Linked DNA regions of Sus scrofa: regions 1 and 2 are each linked to region 3. The links are chromatin contacts, called in public HiChIP or PLAC-seq and promoter capture Hi-C maps. All regions are on one chromosome and are shown on one strand. The core of a region is the stretch at or near the end of the contact, and the rest is flanking DNA. Distances in the headings are between cores, read along the strand shown.

What was found. Promoter capture Hi-C pulls out the DNA fragments that hold promoters and counts their contacts. HiChIP or PLAC-seq counts read pairs in DNA pulled down with a chosen protein or histone mark.
Region 1: a promoter capture Hi-C map of liver shows a contact between it and region 3, with 2.0 times the contacts expected there. The contact joins the promoter of MCFD2 here to the promoter of SOCS5 in region 3. A contact is called at or near these places in 2 of 5 promoter capture datasets (fetal liver and liver), 1 of 47 Hi-C or Micro-C datasets (skeletal muscle) and 2 of 2 datasets of contacts at active chromatin or transcription factors (alveolar macrophages and skeletal muscle).
Region 2: an H3K27ac HiChIP or PLAC-seq map of alveolar macrophages shows a contact between it and region 3. The contact joins the promoter of RHOQ here to the promoter of SOCS5 in region 3. A contact is called at or near these places in 2 of 47 Hi-C or Micro-C datasets (liver and skeletal muscle) and 1 of 2 datasets of contacts at active chromatin or transcription factors (alveolar macrophages).

Annotation. Positions count from the first base shown.
Region 1 is chr3:93,619,398-93,623,525 of Sscrofa11.1, forward strand. MCFD2 (multiple coagulation factor deficiency protein 2) reads left to right here and starts at 1,524. Exons shown (of 4, transcript XM_021087556.1): 1 at 1,524-1,796. The coding sequence starts at 1,539.
Region 2 is chr3:94,010,651-94,014,606 of Sscrofa11.1, forward strand. It overlaps RHOQ (rho-related GTP-binding protein RhoQ), which reads right to left and starts at 2,010. Exons shown (of 5, transcript XM_005662574.3): 1 at 1,526-2,010; 2 at 906-964. The coding sequence starts at 1,667. ATP6V1E2 (V-type proton ATPase subunit E 2) reads left to right here and starts at 1,602. Exons shown (of 5, transcript XR_002342728.1): 1 at 1,602-2,294; 2 at 3,188-3,261.
Region 3 is chr3:93,852,056-93,855,820 of Sscrofa11.1, forward strand. SOCS5 (suppressor of cytokine signaling 5) reads right to left here and starts at 2,021. Exons shown (of 2, transcript NM_001162890.1): 1 at 1,858-2,021.

The sequences.
Region 1 (4,128 bases), core at 274-2,773, 230 kb before region 3:
GACAGATTTCAAACTCAGTTGAAGGTGGGAAAAGGAATGAGTCATGATCAGTAGCAGTTATCCCGATCAACTTGCAGGGCCCTGATCTCCTAAAGCAGACTGCAGGGAGTGTTCTGGGATCATCTACTTAATCACTTTCTTTCTCTGTCTCTCCCTTTCTGGATCCAGGCTCACATGAAAATGACTATGTAGGAGTTGCCGTCGTGGCTCAGCGGTTAACGAACCTGACTTGCACCCATGAGGACGTGGGTTCGATCCCTGCCTTGCTCAGTGGGTTAAGGATCAGGCATGAGGTGTGGTATAGGTTGAAGATGTGTCTCGTATCTGGCATTGCTGTGGTGTAGGCCAGTGGCTTCAGCTCCCATTGGACCCTAGCCTGGGGAACTCCATATGCCTCAGGTGTGGCCCTAAAAAGACTGAAAAAAAGAAAAAAAAAAAAAAGATTATGTATCTTTATGGGCACAAATGGGAGAAGGAATTTTAAAAATGACAGTCCTACATTCACTTACCCATCTGATCAATAACTATTCACTGAACAGTCTTGTATAGGAGAAAAGGTATAAGGGCAGAATCATATGGGGCTTATCTGTTTGTTTCCTTTGTTAGTGGGTCAGTTTTTTGGGAGTGCTTTTTCCTGTCTTGAATGATGACTGATTTCACAAACCGCACAGGTAAAGTGGTATTTGAACTGGGCTGCCCATAAAATCTTGGTGGGACTCATATACGAGTGAATGTGTATTGTAGAAGATGCAGCTTGCAGAATGGAGCAATCAGAGGCTGCACGTAGGCCAGTCTTGGAAACGAGGGATCCAAGGCCAGCTCCAGTGTTTTTGGCTGTTTCATCATGAGAAGAATTAAAATTCCTTACTGCTGACTAAAAGAAAAACGTACAACATAGAAGTTGTGAGTTAAAAGTTTTATTAAGGGAACTTACTGGGGACTATAGTGGAGGAGACAGCTTCTCGGCTCTGAGGATCTGCTCTCAAGAGGTAAGGAACAAGCTAGGATATATATGAACTCTTTTGAGGGGAAAGACATCTAGTCAAGCATCAAAAGATTGCTGCTAATCGCAAAGAACAGACATCTCAAATTAATGCTTTTAGTGTCATTCTATGAAAGAGAAGATGCAAGAATATGGGGTCAGTTGAGAATTTTCCTTAGAGATACAGCTTAACTGAAGCCAGTATATCTATAGTACAGAATGTTTCCTGTTTTTCTCCATTCTGAATTCCCCTCAGGGCACACGGTGGGTGGGCAAGTACAGTGGCTCATGGCTTGATCCTCGGCGAACAGGACTGGCAGGCAACATTTTTTCTTTATACTATTATACTTCCCAACTTGCAGTCAGAGGAATGCAGGGACCTGTAAATGTGGAGGTGGAACCAAAAGCCAGTTTTGGCGCCCACCCCGTCGCATTAGCCATCATTTCTCTCTGGGGGGCTTCCTGCATTGCCTAGCAACCTGTCAGGACTCTGGGGGTTCAGATAGCCCAACGCAGGTCCCCACCATCCTCACCCTCTGGAGGGTGGGCAGAAGAAATGCCTCCGCCTGACCTTTACCGGGCCACGGTCCGTTACACGTGGAATCGCCCCAGCGGCCCGCACTACACCAGCGGAGCAGGGGAGGGGCTTCACGGCGCCAATGGGCGGGCAGAAGGGGCGCGCGTGCGCACAGCGGACGGGGAGTGGGGCGGGGCCAGGGCCAGGGAAAAGAGTTCTGAGGACCGGGGCTGTCGAGGCTCACGCCGGGGTGCTTCGCTTTTGCGGAAAGCTGTTTGGCAGCTGGTGGCAGAGAGGGTGAGTGAACCACGGGACAGTCGTGATCTGGCTGCGGCCTGTGAGGCCTGTGACCCGACCTTGGAGGAGGAGATCCGTGGGGCGGGCCTCAGGGGTCCTCAGCAAGGCGCGATCCCGGCGTCCTTCAAGGATCCCGGGGCTTCGGGCTCAGGTTGGGAGACAGGAGCGGCCTGGCTGCGGGTCTCGGACCCGAGCCGCCTCGAGAAGATAGCTGACTAGGAGAAGAGCCTCTTCCCGGGGAGAAGCCGCAGGGGCGATAAGCCTAATGGGCGCGGCCAATCTGCCGTGACCTGCGCGCGCGGGCCTGAGTCTTTGCTCTCCGTCTGCCCCTGGTACTCCGTCTCCCTCCGGGGGAGACAAATAAACAGGTCCTGTTGGGCTGGCGAGCTTGGCCACGTTGTGCCAGGGGAGTGGGGGAGGCGGGGGAACTTTGTATTCCCCTCTTGTATTTTTTGTCTGGTATGGCACCGCCATCCACCTGATTGCACAAGCCGGAAACCTGGGCGTCCTTCTCGTCCGCTGCACCCTTTACCCATCCACATCGAATCCATCGCAAATCTCTGGATACACCCACTTCGTCACACCCAGTCCCTCTGCTCTAGCTGGTTCAGGCCACCATCATCTCTCCCCTGGACTTCCTTGGTAGCTTCCTGACTAGCTCCCTGTATCTCCTTTTTCCTCTGTAGTTTGTTATGTACTGGAAAGCCAGAGTGATGGTTTTAAAACACAAAAAAGTCACCAGACCTACTCACTCTTCCCTTACTGCCTTTCTGTGAATTCCCATTGCTCTTTCAAGCTCTTGGACGGGCTTATGAGACCCCTCATGACCTTTCCTCTTTTTGCTTTAGTCTGTCGCATCTATCTCCACTATACTGTGTTTTCAACCACATTGAACCATTTTTGGTTCTCAGATTGGACATTCTTTTGGGCTTAGGCTAGAAGGCTAAGACTTGTTATGTCATTCCCTCTGCCAGAGGTGTTGTCCTTTAATTGAAGAAATCCTCTTTCATGTATTAATCCAGGTGTGGATTGGGGCTTCTGTGGTATCCTACAGCTGACTTATTTACTCTCTCTTTTCCCACCAGGCTGAAATCTGTGGGACAGGAGCCAGTCTGGGTCACAGTCCTATCCTCAGAACCTGTCAGCACCAGGCTTCTAGTAAAGCGTGTTAATTAAATGTATAAGTGGAGTTCCTGTCATGGCTCAGTGGTTAACGAATCCGACTGGAAACCATGAGGTTGCGGGTTTGATCCCTGGCCTGGCTCAGTGGGTTAAGGATCCGGCGCTGCCATGAGCTGTGGTGTAGGGTCGCATGGGAACCTCCATATGCTGCGGGAGTGGCCCTAGAAAAGGCAAAAAGGCCCCCCCCCCAAAAAAAGATTAAATGTGTAAGTGAAGCATGGCAGCTCCCTGGGTCTCCAAATGAACAAGTAGATCAAGTTATTGAATGTCTGCTTTTTCAGAACCAGTAGTCAGCCCCCAACCCATGTAGAGGTTTCTTTGTCTAGGAACTTGGTTCCTTTCTTGCCTTCAGTCTAGCACCATGGCTGTTTTAAATGGGCAACTGTCAGCCAGAGTTTTTCTTTGGCATTGACTCTGAGCACACGATGTCTGGATGTTGGTGAGTGTGGCTGCTGTGGGTTCGAAGTTTTTCCTGAGGGCCCCAGCATGAGGGAAAAGTTGCTAACAGCTGCTGTGGTTTTCATGGGAGGAAGGCTGGCTCCAAACTCTTCCGTGTGGCCTAACGACACAATGAGAAGGAAGGGTGGGCCAAGCCGAGCCCCTGGTGGGAGGTCTCCAAAGCAAAGTTGCTTTTCTAGCTTGGGTCAGCTCTTCTGTGATAGGGAACAGCATGGCTCCATGCCAGGACCCACTGCCCCAATTCTGATGAAGGCGTGCTATGCCAGGTCAGCTCAGCAGTTTGTGATAAATTCAGTTGGGTAAAGGAGAGGCAGAGAAAATAGCTTCTCAGCCCTCGCAGAGGGAGGAAAAGAGAAAAACAAAAGGAGAATACAATGTGACCGTATGTCAAGGCCAAGTGAGTGCAAGAGACTGCAGACTGAGGTCATTGGAGGTCACAGTTAGTCTTGGCTGGGAGAACCCCGAGATGACATTTGAATTGGGCCTGGAAGGAAGAGGGAGGACAGACAGATGGAAGCAGTGGAACAAAGGCTCTAGGACTGGGAAAGATGGCTGGAGCAGTGAGGGAAGCCCTGTCACTGTCAAGGCACTGTGGGAGCCTGCCACCATCCAAGGTCCAAGCTTCCTCCCAGGCCTGGCGCTTCTCCTCATGAAGGATGTTTCAAAGTGGGGTTGTGTTCCAAAGTCTTCC
Region 2 (3,956 bases), core at 760-3,259, 160 kb after region 3:
TCTGCCTGCATTTTCAGGTCTAATCACAGGGCTGGATTTTGCAAAACTTCATCACACACATCATCTTAGGCCCACAGCAAAAATGGGTCTAGGAGGAGGGTGGCGCTGGGACAGAGACAGAGAGGAGATCTTAATCCTTTAGAAGCCACCTCTAATTTGCAAATAATGGTCCGAGGCTGACGTGTGGAGGGTGCATTTTCTTTCTGCACAATAATCTCTCCCAAGGAAAACCCAGACAAAGTCACCTGGCCTTGCCAGGGAACAACAAAAAAAACTCTTCCTCCAAGATTCACACTGAACTCCTGACCCTTCCTTCTCTCCCTGCCCCAGGGAGTGGCTGGATGGTTGTTTCTTTTCTTTTTTTTTCCCCTGCGGTCCTCTGGTAACACCACAAATTACGTTTTCAGGGACTCGAGTCCCAGAGTGCAATGATGTTGTAATAAACATAACCAGGACCAAATGCCTTCCCATCATATTAGATGATGCCATTTCCCACCAATCAGGCTCCTCTGGCGGGCAGACCACTCACCAATGAGGGACCAGACAAAGGCTGTGAGGGGAGACCTGGTCATCGGCAACTAAAAATAAGGGCGCTTCAGGATTGGCCACTGCCACTTTGCAACAGGAGTTGGGACCCACACGCCAGGCACCAGACAGAAGGCACACACAGGCAAAAACTTTCAGCCCAGGGGTTCACGTGGGGTGGGCTGGTCCCGATGTTGCCAAGGTTTTTTGTTTTTTGTTTTTTTTCCTTTTCCTAATTCGCTGACTTAAAAAATGAGATACTTGATCCAGAGGGAACCTCGCAGACACACCCTCGCTCCTAGACAGTTTCCAAGGCCCTTCGCAACCGTCTTGAATTGGGGAAAAGGAGGGGGGTGTCGGCCAGAAGCCCAGACACTCACCTGTCCGGCTGTGTCATAGAGTCCCAGGAGGTACTGCTTGCCCCCTACGGTGACGCTGACTGCAAGGGCAGAAGTGGGGGCGGGGAGAGAAGCTCACAATTATCTAGGCTCGGGGCGGTTTCGTTCCCCACCCGGACCCTCCTCTCCCAACCCAGCTGGAGGCACGCGGGCGCGCCTCCGGGGATGCCACCCCTTTTCCCCTGTGCCCGGCTCACCGGGAAGTGGCCTGAGGCCGGGGTGCGATGTGGCGCCCCAGCTGCCCAATCTCTTTTCCCAAGTCCCATAGCCACGTTTCCCTCACCCTCCTCCCCCAGGGCTTTGGGAAGTAAGGAAGGCGGCCCTAGGAAGGTCAACGAGGTCGGCCCGGGGCACAGAGGGGGTTAGGAAGTACTGGGCGTAGGGACGCCGCACAGAGGTCGGGGGTGAGAAGAGGGGTGGATCGGGCAGGCGGGGGGCTGCCAGAGGGAAAGCCTGGGGGTGGGGCCCGGCGCCCCGCGGAGGGCGCGGCGGGGGAGGGGCGGGGAGCGCGCGCAGGGGAGGCGGCTAGGGGGCTCAGCCAAAGTTGCTCCAAAGTTCCCGGCCCGGGGAGCGGCCCCTTAGTCAGCACTTCCGAGGCTTACCTGCGTAGTGGTCGAAGACGGTGGGCACGTACTCCTCCGGGAAGGCGTCGTTGGCATAGCTCATGAGTAGGCAAGTCTTGCCCACCGCCCCGTCGCCGACCACCACGCACTTGAGCATCAGCGCGCCGGGCCCGTGAGCCATGCTGCGGCCGGCCGGCCTCCGGGCATGGTCCCCCCGGAGCCCCCGCCCCGGCCCCGGGCTCAGCCCCAGCCCGCCTGGGGGGTCCGCCGCCGCCGCCGCCGCCGCTCCGCGCAGCAGGGCCGCCCCCCCGGCCCCATGCAGCGGCTCCCCCTGCCCGAGGGGAAGGGGCGGCGGGCCCGGGGCGCTGCCGCCGCCTCGGTCGCTGCCCGGATCCCCGCCCGGGCCCCGGTCGCTGCGCCTGCCCGCTGCCCCCGCTGTTCGGCGCCCGCGCCCTCTCCCCGGCCCGGCCTCCCCAGGAGGATCCGCTGGATCATAAGACTGGCCGGCCCCCGGGGAGACGGCAACTTTGGGGAGGGCAGCGGAGGGGAGGGGCCAGGAGGCTCTCCCCGCCCCGCGCCGGCCCAGGCCCCCTCCAGGCTCGGCCCGAGAGGAGGGCGGGCCCAGGCGCCTCCCCCGATCGCGGGCCACCCGCCCGGCGCCCCCGCCCGCCCGCCCGCGGGCTCCGGCGCCCCACGCCCAGCCTGCAGCCGCTGCTCGGCCCTGCGGGCTCACCCTAGCTTGACTCCCCGCGAGGGCTGCAGGGAGGGGGCGAGGAGGAGGAGCCGAGGAAGAGCGAGCGGGAGGAAGGTGAGGCTGGGGGAGGGGGCTGGAGACCAGCACTCGGGAGGAGCCGAGGGCTCCTCGCGAAAGTGCCGGCAGCTCTCAGAAGCGTCCAAAGCCCCCGATGCTGGGAGAAGACGTGGAGGCCTCCTGGGGAACCACGAAGACTGCTACGATGACGCAACAGTCCTGCAAAATTATACATATACATTTAAATTCCACCCGGAAGGCAGGATCCAGCCTATCGGCCTCTAAGTGCACAACAGAACTAGAAATCGGGAAGGAAGAAAGGCCAAGAGAGTTAAAAAAAAAAAAATTTTTTTTTTTTTTTTTTTTTTTTTAAGGCGCGCGGAGTGATGGGGCAGGGGTGGTGGTCCATGAGCTGGAAAGTGGGGACTTCTGGTTTATTGTTTGGTTCCCCCCTCCCACCACCACCAGCCTATGCTGTTCGCAGCAGAGCTTGAATCATTTACTATGAATCTGGTGACTAAGGGAGTTACAGCATCTTGAACCACAGATGCATTCCCCCCCTCCCCCTGATCCGTCAGAAAAGGGAGACTCCGAGACTGTGGAGGCGGCAGGTGTACCTGTGCTCCCCCTACAGGCGACATTCTCTGAGGCCCCTTTATGGTCCCCGTGTCCCTCGAAGGTATTAGGTTGTGGTCCCTGAGGAGTGATACACTCTAGAGCTCTAAGATGTGGCTTATGATCCAAGCGACATCTCCTATCCTCCTGCCTGGGAGAAGCTTTATAACACCCGTCTGGCCAGGTCCCATTCACTGGCCAACAATGCTCCTTCTAACTTTAGGCCCTGGGGGAGAGGGGTGGGGGAAAGAGGATACCCCACACGTTGACACCACGCCCCCCCTTCCCTTCAAGTGCTGACTTGAGTTCAATCGATTCCTTTCATCTCTTCGCAGGATCAGAAAATGCTATTCTGAGAGGCACTGCCGAGGTCAGCTGGACCATCTCTTATATCTCCCTAAGATTGTAGGTAAGCGAATTGAGACACACAGAGGTGAAGTGGTTAGTTATCGCAAAGCCTCCTCCTTGAATTCTAGCATTCAAGGACTTGGAACACACCTTGGGAAATGCTCAGTTGTGTGCTCATGCCACACTTCCCAGGCCTCAACTCTCAACCCCAAATCCGATTTCCACTGTCCTGGAAGATTTCCTGGATTATTGAAAGTTCCTCGTGGGGTCCCACTGAAAGTCTCACCAGGCCCCTCCATTTGTGTCTGAGTGTGGGTATTTATATTGCCAAACGCTTTAGATTATGCAATGACTCTGGAAGATACTCTGTGTGTGCGGAATGACAAGTTAAGGAAGGCAGTTCAGTGCCTTGAAGTTGGATCTTGGTTCAAGGCCAGTCTCCAGTCACTGCCACTTCCTTCTAGAGGGGAAGAAAAGAGAACTTGACCCCTTTGCCACAGGATCACTTCTTCAGGCAGCATTTGCTGGAGCTAGAATTCTGAAAGGAAGGTCTATGAGGAGAGATGTAGGAGCTACTAGAGTGCACTCAGCCAGGAGAGGGCATTTGGTTCCAGCTCTGACACTAGTTAGCCGTGTGACTTTGATCGTGCCACTTTTTTTCTTGGGGCCTCAGCTTTCTTATCAAGAAATGTGAGCTCATCCATAAGGGTGAAATCAGGGCTCACCCTCGAGAACGCTAGGGCCTTACAGCATGTG
Region 3 (3,765 bases), core at 771-3,270:
CAAAGGTGATAGAGGAAAGCTTTCCGGACCACTGGTTTGCCACAGATGAGCCCCAAGGTGAATAATGTAGAAGCTATTATAATGTTAAAAGGTGTTAGGTTTCAATATTTTAGGCTACTGTTTTGTGTGCCAGTACATTCTCCCTAAGGACGAACAGTAAAATTCAAGGACAATAGGGAGAAAAAAAAATGTAATTACCCATTTCTTCAGTAACTAAGAGGTGGCGACTGCAAATATCAACACCTTTTTGCAGAAATGTTTTCTCTGACTGACAATTACAATTTACACCAAAGGGAAAATACGATCTACAAAATTTTCTTCTATATGTTTAAGTAGTCCCTAAAAACACACCTCATTTTTCATTTTGTAAATGTCAGGAATTAGTAAGATAACATATATATGATTAAGAAAATATTAAAAAGATTAAAGATCAAGCTGTACAATTCTCAGCTTCCTCTTCTCAGTGACATGAAGAACCTCCACCGGCTGCCACAGAGGTGGATTCTGTAGACTGCCACTGCCTAACCCAGGTATGCATTTTTTACGTTCTTAACCCACTCTCAAGAGTGTTATGCAAGTTCAGGATATTAAAATTAAACTAAACATCTGACATTAAGATTCCCAACTGTTAGAACACTCAACCTGATCTTCACATTGCCTTCTAGAGCTGCTAACTAACCAACATCTTCCCACTTCAACGCTTAAAAGTTAAAATATGTTAAACTATAGAATTTGTGGTTCAATTTTGCATGACCTTGTAAAGAAACAATGAAAAGCAAGGAGAGAAAGCATTCGAATTACCTATTAATCTTGCAGAATAAAAGTCAGTAGCAAAGTGTAATAGTACAGTCCAGCCAAAATGCTACGTTGGGAGGAAGTAAGCCATTGCAATGGATGGAGAAACCTGAAGAAAGGATCTTCTCAGATGGAGAAGCTGCTACAAGAATTTCAAGGAGCAGTTTGAGAAATTCCAGCAAAACTAATAACTGGTAAAACACCACCGAACACATACATATATTTTAAAATAAAAGATAACGTCCAAGGTCCACCTTTTTGTTGGAATACCAAAAGAAAATGTGATCTCGACTCCAATCCCCCTGCCTTTCAAAGTTCAGAACCAAGCCAAGATGTGTACTTAAAACTGTTTCTGAGCATCCTTCTTTAAAAGCAACTCCCTCTCCAGCAAGTCACTTCCCTCTGGCTACTTGAACGTCCAAATCCCAGCACCAAAGAATCTTAGGGCCCCAAGGAGTTGCAGAGGGGTCTTTCAGTGCCCGCCTGAGCATCCCTTCCCACCTCCCGTTAAACTCCGGAGGTGCTCCAGTCACTTTCCCCATCCAAGCTCCCCAGTTCTCTGGCTCACCTCCCGGTGGACCTCTCTTCTCGTCGACCTTGAGGACCCCGGGATCGGAGCTTTAGAGCCCCAAATGACTTGGCCGGTAACCCCTAGCCTGCGGCGCGCGCAAATGCCCCAGTCTCCGGTGACCTCCCCTCGATTCACCGCGACCCGTATCACGAACGCCCTCCGACTAGCTCGGAGCAACCCCCTTTCCCTTAAGCGACCTATGTTCCTCCAACCAGAAAAACAATTCCACGAAATGCATCGAGAACCTACTAAGTGCAAGCTCCCACTATGCGCCGCAGGGTCTGCACCGGGCTCCCGGCCCGGGTTTGCGGTCCCCCGCCCGTCGTCCTCTTGCCTGCCAGAGGGCCGGCGCTGCCTCCACCCGGGGTGGAGGCGCCGGCCGGAGGCGGACTGCGCCGGGCGCGGGCACCGGGGCCGGAGAGGCGGCCGCTAACGGAGGCGCGAGGGTCCGGGAAGCGCACACCGGCCGGGCTGGCCACGGAGACACTTACCGGTCGGGGCGCGCAGAGCGGCCTCATCCAGGGGCACCTGCGGCCAGGCAGGACGGGCCCGGACGGCGCAGTCACCGAGAGGGCGAGTCTGCCCGCCTGCCGTCCCGTCCCGCTCCCTCCGACTGCCCGTGCGAGCGCAGTCTTGCTTCCTCCGGACGGAGTCCGGGGACCCCAGCTCCGCCGGATGCCCCCGCCAGGCCCCCACCCCTTTCCCCGGCCGCCTCCCCCTCTTCACCCTTTTCCCCTCCCCCCTCCCCGCGCCCCCACCAGAATGGAAAATACCTCCCCGGGCGGGGGGCGGCGGGGGCACGCCTCTCTGAAGGGCAGCCTACCGTGACCAATAGCAGGCGGGGCTCTGGAGGGGCGGGATTCTTAGTGGCCAATCCGAAGGCGTGTAGGTGAAGGCCGAAGTAGGGAGGCAGGGAGCGAGAGGGGGGCGGCCCGGGAGTCAGGGAGGTCCGGCCGCTCGGGTGCGCGCTGTGCGCGGCTGCCATTTTGGAGTCGGGCAGCTGCGACGGCGGCCGGTCCGGCCCGGGGAAAGAGAGGAGCCAGTCAGGTGGGAGAGAGGCTGTCACGTGGGTTTGAGGGGCGGTCTGCGGCCTGAGGGGAGGGGTCAGCGGCGGCGAGTCACGGGGGCTGAAGAGGGTCACGTGGTCAGAGAACGGCCATCAGTGGGCTTGGGGGCGGAAGGTCAGCCTTGAGGTGGAAGAAGGAGGAAAGCTTTGTCCCTGGTTTCTCTCTGTTAGGGAAAAGGAAAAGAAAAATGTTGCATGGAGGACGGGAGTGCCGGCTCGGAAAATGTGAATGAGCCTTCCCGTTAGTAAATGCAAAGATCCACGGGAACCTGGGCACTTAGTTTAATTCAAGCATTCCCATCCCCACGCCCGGCTGTCAAAAACGTGACTCATATAAGGATGGAGGGGGTTCGTCTCCCATTTTTTGCCTGTACTTTATATGGAAGGGCCCCCGCCCTAGAAATGGCTGAAAGGATAAAAGCGTAGTTGAGGCATTGTGACGCCTCCAGGACAGGCCATCTGGCCTTATAGAAACCTCTTCTTCATTCACAAACTTAACAGGCACTTCTGTGTTAAGACATTACCGTGATCGTATTCCGACGCCTCCAAATTAAAAAAAAAAACCAAAAAAAAAAAAACTTGACCATCTAGCTCTCATCTTTATTTCAATTCATGCTTCCAGGATAGGCTAAATTATATTCCTTACTAATCCACTGAAAATGCACCTCTTAAGGCAACCAGTGGCGTCATATAATCGAGTTCAAGAGTCACTTTTTGGTTCTTACATGATCTCTTTTGCAGTAGATTCTACGGACTACATCCTTATTGAATCTTTTTCCTCCCCAAGGCACTCCTCACTCCAGTTTCCCTGAAACCGTACATAAACCTTTAGATGATCTTTCTCTTCAATTAACCTTTCTAAATTTATTCTCTATTGGCTCTTGAAGAGAGTCCCAGGATCTGATCCTTAGTCCTCTTCTCAGAAGGTACATGGTCATTCTACTGCACACAGGGTGGTCTAGCCATTTTGATGGCTGAGTGTATGCAGATGAGGTCCCAATCTGCATACATAGTCTCCTCTTGAACCTAATCAGGACGTACCCAAACTGGAACTCAAATACCCTAAGAGGTCCACAAACTTGCTCCTTCCCATCTGTCCCTTATCTTCTTTGATAATATCACCATCCATTCCCTTAGCCAAACCAGAACCTGAGTGATCCTCTAGGCTACTGTCACTGCTGCAACACTTCCCTACCCTTTCAAACTTTGTCATGCCGATTATATTTACCCTTTGTCTCAATTTCTACAGCCACTGCCTCACCTGGGCCGTTTATTCATTTACCCAGTATTTACTAAGCATTTTACAACATGCCAGGATTGTTTGAGTTGCTCA